Regions from separate parts of the Mus musculus genome. Here region 1 is linked to region 2. A link is a contact called in public Hi-C data. All regions are on one chromosome and are shown on one strand. The core of a region is the stretch at or near the end of the contact, and the rest is flanking DNA. Distances in the headings are between cores, read along the strand shown. Region 1 has its middle 14 kb from the start of Gm40424. Region 2 overlaps Akap6 (A kinase (PRKA) anchor protein 6).

Evidence for each region. A called contact is a pair of places that touch in the nucleus more often than the background predicts.
Region 1: a Hi-C map of bone marrow-derived macrophages shows a contact between it and region 2, with 8 read pairs. The contact joins two enhancer-like sites. A contact is called at or near these places in 5 of 484 Hi-C or Micro-C datasets (the HL-1 cell line, adipose-derived mesenchymal stem cells, bone marrow-derived macrophages and 1 more), 3 of 115 datasets of contacts at active chromatin or transcription factors (embryonic stem cells and extraembryonic endoderm stem cells) and 1 of 9 other capture datasets (embryonic stem cells).

Annotation. Positions count from the first base shown.
Region 1 is chr12:54,161,196-54,164,611 of GRCm38.p6, reverse strand. No RefSeq gene overlaps it. Among named protein-coding and RNA genes, the nearest start is that of Gm40424, 14 kb to the left of the region's middle. Within about 2 kb of position 1,616, at least 182 of the 459 cell types and tissues checked have an H3K27ac peak or open chromatin away from gene starts, as enhancers often do. A contact at or near this core is called in bone marrow-derived macrophages, where this site is marked.
Region 2 is chr12:52,906,641-52,910,219 of GRCm38.p6, reverse strand. All of the region lies in intron 4 of Akap6 (A kinase (PRKA) anchor protein 6), which reads right to left. Among named protein-coding and RNA genes, the nearest start is that of Gm51971, 110 kb to the right of the region's middle. Within about 2 kb of position 1,564, at least 20 of the 459 cell types and tissues checked have an H3K27ac peak or open chromatin away from gene starts, as enhancers often do. A contact at or near this core is called in bone marrow-derived macrophages, where this site is marked.

The DNA of each region.
Region 1 (3,416 bases), core at 367-2,866, 1.3 Mb before region 2:
TAAAGGAGTGCTCCTTACTCAGTAACAGCTATGCGTGCAGAAGCCGCAGCTTTGTCCTTGAATGCTTTCTTGCTGCTTAAATAGGATTTTCTTTGCCTGCCTCATAAGACTGAGGAGGGACTTTGGGTTTCTATGCAACATTGGCCTCGAGGGCGTGAGATGTTTGGAGGTATATTCCCCGCCTTAAGGTAGAGTTGAACAGCACCGGTTGTTTGGAGCAGACAACACTGGAATGCAGTTTGGAGCCTTTAGCCAGTGTGCCTGATACCTCCCTGTGTTCCTGGGTCACATACACTTTCTAGGGATGAAAGGGAACACTCACTGCCTTTTCTTCTTGACACACTTAGATTCCTACCCCGTGACACACAGCCTTCAGCCTACTTAACAGTGTGAACAACTGTGTTGAAATAAGACTAAAAAAAAACTTTGATCTTTGGTGATTTCCCCACTTAAGACAAGTAACCTTTCTCCTGGAAGCCTTTCTCCTAACTCCTGGGAGTTAACTCTTACATTTCTGAGTGCCTTTATTTTCCCTTTCTTATTATTTTGGGGGACAGGGTATGCTTTTCCAAGTCAGGGTTTCTCTGTATAGCCTTGGCTGTCCTGGAGCTCACTCTGTAGACCAGGCTGGCCTCACAAAGATCCACTCGATTCTTCCGAGTGCTGGAATTAAAGGTGTATGCCACTCCAATTGACTCTTGGGAACATTTATAGAGGTCATTTTGTGATTCTTTTTAAAAAGACATCTCTGGTTTTAGGGAATACTGTTGTAGCTTATTGATAATGTTTTACCAACTTGAGAAAGATTGCTCTAGGAGTGGATAAATACTCAGCTGATTAAAACACTACACAATTCGGGATGTCTCATGTTTGTGAGTGATGTGTGTGTGTGTGTGTGTGTGTGTGTATGTGTGTACATGTGTGTGTGTGTGTGTGTGAGTGATGTGTGTGTATGTGTGTATATGTGTGTGTGTGTATATGTGTGTGTGTGTGTGTATGTGTGTATGTGTGTGTATGTGTGTATGTGAGTGATGTGTGTGTATGTGTGTGTGTAGATGTCAAAAGGTAACTTGGGATTAAGGTGTAGAAGAGCCTTTTGTCTATTGAGGACTTCTGAGGAAGAGGACTGAAGAGAGGAGGGGACTGGACATACTGTGTTGGTCTCTCACTGGTCTGGAGTAGCTGCCGGCAGCTCTAGGAAGCTTCTCTTGTTCCTCTTGACCTGACCCAAGCTGGGGGTGGCCCAGAAAGCAGTGGGAACTTGGGAAAGGATCTAAGGATTCACCAACTATCGATTTGGGAAATTTCATTGGGTGTGTGCCATAAAATGCTGGAAGGCGGACTTTCCCAAGAAACCTTTTCTGTAGACTTTTTTTTTTTTTTTTAAATAAATGGCTTGAAAAGGTAATATCCAATCAAACGGGAATGCCTCAATTCTGAAAAGGTGGGGAGGAAGGACAAACTGCTCCCCCGCCCCGTACTTGGCAGTGTCTTGCTTTGGGGAGTGCCCTGCCTCAGCAAATTCTCCGATTCTGGGCTCCGGAGCTGCGGAGCTGCGCTGTCTCTGCCAGCTCTCGTACAGCACGCACGCCCCGTGCATTGGCTTGGTCATTTCCTCCTATTTTTCTGCTTATTCATCCTGTGGCCTGTGTTCCCCTTGACAGACTTTCCCCCCACCCTCCTGTGGGGAGAGATAACATTCTCGGGAGGGACTTTAATCCATCTGATAAGTTCTATTTTTAGCCAAGCCTTTCCTCCTGGCTTCTAACTTTCAGAGGCTCACACACTTCCGAGCCTCCTTTGGCGTTCGTTCTTGCCGTCTTGCGTACTCTTGTGCCTGGGGTTTCCTAACAGACTGTAGTTGAGTGGGGAGCGGGGAAGGTGAATTGACTTCCAGGGCAGGGACACTTTCTCCTGGGTGTGGGGCGCTGTTTTTAGCAGGGCCATTCACTCTTACCTACCTCCTGCTTCCCCTCCAGGCTGTCCACGAATTTCCTTTTGTCAGTAAATTTATGTTATCTTGATAAAGGACACCCATTAAAAAAAAACAAGACAGCTGTGACTTTCGATGATTAGCACAAGGGTCTGGCAGCTAAGATGCCTGCCTGTAGCTACTAAGACTTCTACAGAATGACAACTTAATCTGCAGCCTTTGCATTAAGATTTAATCAAAGCAGCCAGTGTCCGTCCCTCCCCCGCCCCCCCCCCCCCCGTTCCCCATGTCCCCGTCCCCCCCCCCCCATATGAGGGGAGAAGTTTTGGGTTTGCTGTCACATGATCTCTGCCTGTTGCTTTCCCAGATAAGGATATGGGAATAAACTTACCTCAGTACTTTATATAAATGTGTTCTTTTTCTCCTTTTAATCCTTTGGCCCAGAATGGCCCCCCCTCAAATATATATATAAAACAGAAACTCTTCTGACAAGACTACAGAGCTTGAAAAGGAGAATGGGGTATCCCCCTGCCCCAGGAGTGCTCCTGGGAACATTGCTGCCAGGCAATTTAAACTTCAGGACCTCGACTTCATTTACTCTCAGTGGACCAGTTGTCTCTCGAGGCTCACTTAGCTCTGTCACCATCATGACTATTGTTGTGTTTTATAAGATGATGTAGTATAGTGCGGCTGGAGGGAGCACCTCAGTGGTCCCTGCCAAGGAGTCTTGGGATCAAGTCACATGACAGGCCTAGAACAAAAGAAGTTTATTGGGGGAAGGGAGCCAGGGAACGGAGCAGCAGGGTGCCTGGGATGGGGTTAGAGGCAGAGGAAGGCAGGTGGGACAGAAAGGGAAAGGAGAGGGGAAGAGAAGGAGAGGCCAGCCTGGAACATGTAGGGGAGGGGGGTGGAGACACAGAGAGGTAAGATAGAGGGATGGAGGAGAGAGAGAGAGAGAGAGAGAGAGAAGCCAAGTAGTCCTTATACTGCTGGCTCCTGGCTGAACCCAGGGTGGAGATGTAGATTGTTGCTAGGTAACTGTTGGGCAGAGCCTAGAGGAATTGCGGACACCTAGGACCACTATAATACTGCAAGTGGCATTGGTAAATGGGTTAGCTTTATAGGGTGGAACACACTTATCAAATGACTTACTACCAGTAAAATTTGTATAGCTTATGGTGTGGTGGCTTACAGGTTCAGAGGTTCAGTTCATTATCATCAAGGTGGGAACATGGTAGCATCCAGGCAGGCATGATGCAGGAGGAGCTGAGAGTTCTACATCTTCATCTAAAGGCTGCTAATACAAGATTTCTCTCTCTCTCTTTCTTTCTTTCTTTCTTTCTTTCTTTCTTTCTTTCTTTCTTTCTTTTCTCTTTCTTTCTTTCTTTCTTTCTTTCTATTAGATATTTTCTTTATTTACATTTCAAATGTTATCCCCTTTCCTGGTTTCCCCTCAAAAAAAAAAAAAAAAAAAACCCTATCC
Region 2 (3,579 bases), core at 315-2,814:
CCACTTGCTGTTAAGTGTGACTTGAGTTGTTGTATATAAACTGGTGTGTGGATTAAAATTAAGTCAGGGCGCAAGCTATTTGGAAACAAGTTGAATCTGAAGGGTAAATAGTTAAGTATGCTATTTTAAATATAATCAATACTAGATGATTAATTATCACCCTCCCCCTCTAAAAACAACCATGAAAGCTTAGGAGCGTGTTCAGGGTCATAGATGTTGTTAGTCAAAAAGTTTTAAGTCATGCATGTCAGATTTCCTAGCAGAACCACGAGTGCAGGGTTAGCTGAGATTTCTGAGATGCAATTAGTAAACCGAGGGCCCTGGGAAACCTTCCTTGAACGAGTGTCTGTACAGCTCAGGCAGTCAACACAACAGGGTGGACATCAGAGACAACAAGGACCTTTCTCTGCAAATGTCTTCTCAACTGCAGCCCACCCTCACCGGTTTTCTTTGCCGGGTGATCTCCTGCCTCCTCTTTTGCCGATGCCAAGTTTCATCCATCGAGACAGAAACATGAGAAGTCTCGCTGTTCCTGTTTGTAACAAAAACCAGGTTGTACTTTCTCTTAGGGAAATCTTGGCTCTCTACACCCCAGTGGGGGCACTGTTGCTGTGTGTGGCCTTAAGAGTGCGGATGCAAACGGTTGAATGGAAATCAGTTTCCCTGGCGTTCAGTCAGCTCTTGATGTATTGATCTCCTGGCTTTGTCCAGTGTTCCAGCACCTCCGTGTACTACCAAGGGCACTTCCTGTGAGTCACGGGACATGTCCTCTCTCTCTCAGAAAGACCAAGAAAGTGGTGCACACAGGTGCATTCACACTTAGACCCACACACAGCTGATGCTTGCTTTCAGAGGGCCCACTGACATCTTTGTGGTGTGAATAAAGGAAAGCAGGCCGGTGTGGATGACAACAGGCAGAAAAATAGGGTAAATCTAGAAAATGCAACTATTTTGAAATAGGGATCAAACTATAATATGACAAAAACTGATCATTCATTCATTCATTGAAATATTTAGTAAGATCCTGCTGTGTATGAAGCAACTGGTAGACATGAATGGGCACAGAAAGGTAAATATCGATATTTAAAAAGATGGCAGAATGCAAAGCATGTCTAAACTCTGATATATTGGATTCAAATGATTTTGTAAGAAAAACAGCTCCTAAGAAAGAATGAAGGACGTATTCTGTTATACACAGCACTCTTATCTGTACATTAATTTGTTCCTTCCTATGGTTGGTACTAGGTACATGAGTGTGTTTCTCTAGTGTTCTGGATAACTATAGAAGTCAGGTTCCTCCTGCCTGGTGCTGCCCTGCACTGTGTGGAGAACGCACCTCCCCCAACCCCAGCGCACAAAGGCTGAGGTGGGAGCCTGGCTCCTCGGTTCCTGGACTCCTCAGCTCCTCAGCTCCTCTCCCTTCGCACTGATCTCTTTCTGCCCCGTCTTTTGAGAGGAGCTCTGCAAGAAAGATCACTAAAGAGTTCCCTCCTAACGTACGGAAGGCAGACTTGAAGGAAGTTAAATGTGACCATTCACGACCATTGCCGTAACAGGCTGAATGACTCCGTTGACTGACAGAGGAAGTGGTCAGCAGGCAGCGTTAGCCACGTCCTGGATGGTCAGTTGCCCTGTGGTGTCTGGCATCTGGATGTGAACCTTGTGTATCTGTGTGTCTTCACCTCAAAAGGATTCTGTCTCCTGTTAGAGACCCCAGATGTGAATTCTGGGCCAGACTAGATCAAATAAGCTGCCAACAAGCAGGGCCATGCAGATGAACCCCGGAACCGTGAACAACAACTTTATGGAGAAAAAAAAAATGGCCAACTTCTATTGGTATTTTAAGTCGTTAAAACCTAATTGCTACTTTCTCCGTATTCCACAGTTAAAGGCCCAGCGAATTCATCCGGATAATTCTAGCTGAAGTAATAAGCACCCTCACTACAGCTAGGATCTGTTGTGTAAAATAAAACACTTAGGACCTGTAATGATCACAGGAGGTGGGGACTCTTGTCACTCTCGGTATGCAGATGAGAAGAGCAAGTGTCTTGTCCGTGCCCTGAAGCTGAAAGGCGATGGACTCAGTACCCAAACCTGGAGCTGGAAAGTGATGAACTCAGTACCCAAACCTGGAGCTGGAAGGTGATGGACTCAGTACCCAAACCTGGAGCTGGAAGGTGATGGACTCAGTACCCAAACCTGGAGCTGGAAGGTGATGGACTCAGTACCCAAACCTGGAGCTGGAAGGTGATGGACTCAGTACACAAACAGGGTCTCACTGGTCCACATGACATCACGGAAGACCAGCTGGCTGACTTGACTGATAGGTTTTTCTTCCCAGAAATTGAAAGTTGAAAATAAATAAAGATTATGTAAGGATAACAGAAGATGGTATATTAAAAGAGAGACACATTAACCGTGAGCCAGGGTAGACATTAGGGAACAGTGGTAGAGCCACTCAGAACTGACTTTGGTTCCAGCAGTTACTACAGGAGTTGTTTCCTGCCTTTGAAATCAGTTCCTTCACCTGTAAAATTCATGCAATAATATTCATTTGGGGGATTCCATGATAATTGCCAGAGAAAGTACATTAAAGGCTACTCATCCATAAATGAGACCTCTTTCTCAACACCCACTGCCACCACCAACACTTGGAGAACATCACAGAAGAGGAGGTGAAGAGCCTGTAAGAGCCGGATGATGGGAGGAGCACTGTGTAAGAGCCGGATGATGGGAGGAGCACTGTGTAAGAGCAGGATGATGGGAGGAGCACTGTGTAAGAGCAGGATGATGGGAGGAGCACTGTGTAAGAGCAGGATGATGGGAGGAGCACTGTGTAAGAGCAGGATGATGGGAGGAGCACTGTGTAAGAGCAGGATGGTGTGGAGGAGCACTGTGTAAGAGCAGGATGGTGGGGAGGAGCACTGTGTAAGAGCAGGATGGTGTGGAGGAGCACTTGTAAGAGCAGGATGGTGGGGAGGAGCACTGTGTAAGAGCAGGATGGTGTGGAGGAGCACTTGTAAGAGCAGGATGATGAGAGGAGCACTGTGTAAGAGCAGGATGGTGTGGAGGAGCACTGTGTAAGAGCAGGATGATGGGAGGAGCACTGTGTAAGAGCAGGATGGTGTGGAGGAGCACTGTGCAAGAGCAGGATGGTGGGAGGAGCACTGTGTAAGAGCAGGATGATGGGAGGAGCACTGTGTAAGAGCAGGATGATGGGAGGAGTACTGTGTAAGAGCAGGATGATGGGAGGAGCACTGTGTAAGAGCAGGATGATGGGAGGAGCACTGTGTAAGAGCAGGATGGTGGGGAGGAGCACTGTGTAAGAGCAGGATGGTATGGAGGAGCACTTGTAAGAGCAGGATGATGGGAGGAGCACTGTGTAAGAGCAGGATGATGGGAGGAGCACTGTGTAAGAGCAGGATGATGGGAGGAGCACTGTGTAAGAGCAGGATGGTGGGGAGGAGCACTGTGAGACACTCAGTTCAGAATTGACTCAGGATTAATGTAGCATCCTCAAGACCTCTCAGCAGCTATGAAGGCAGAAAGGCCCCTGGAACATAATGGCCAGCCAACTAA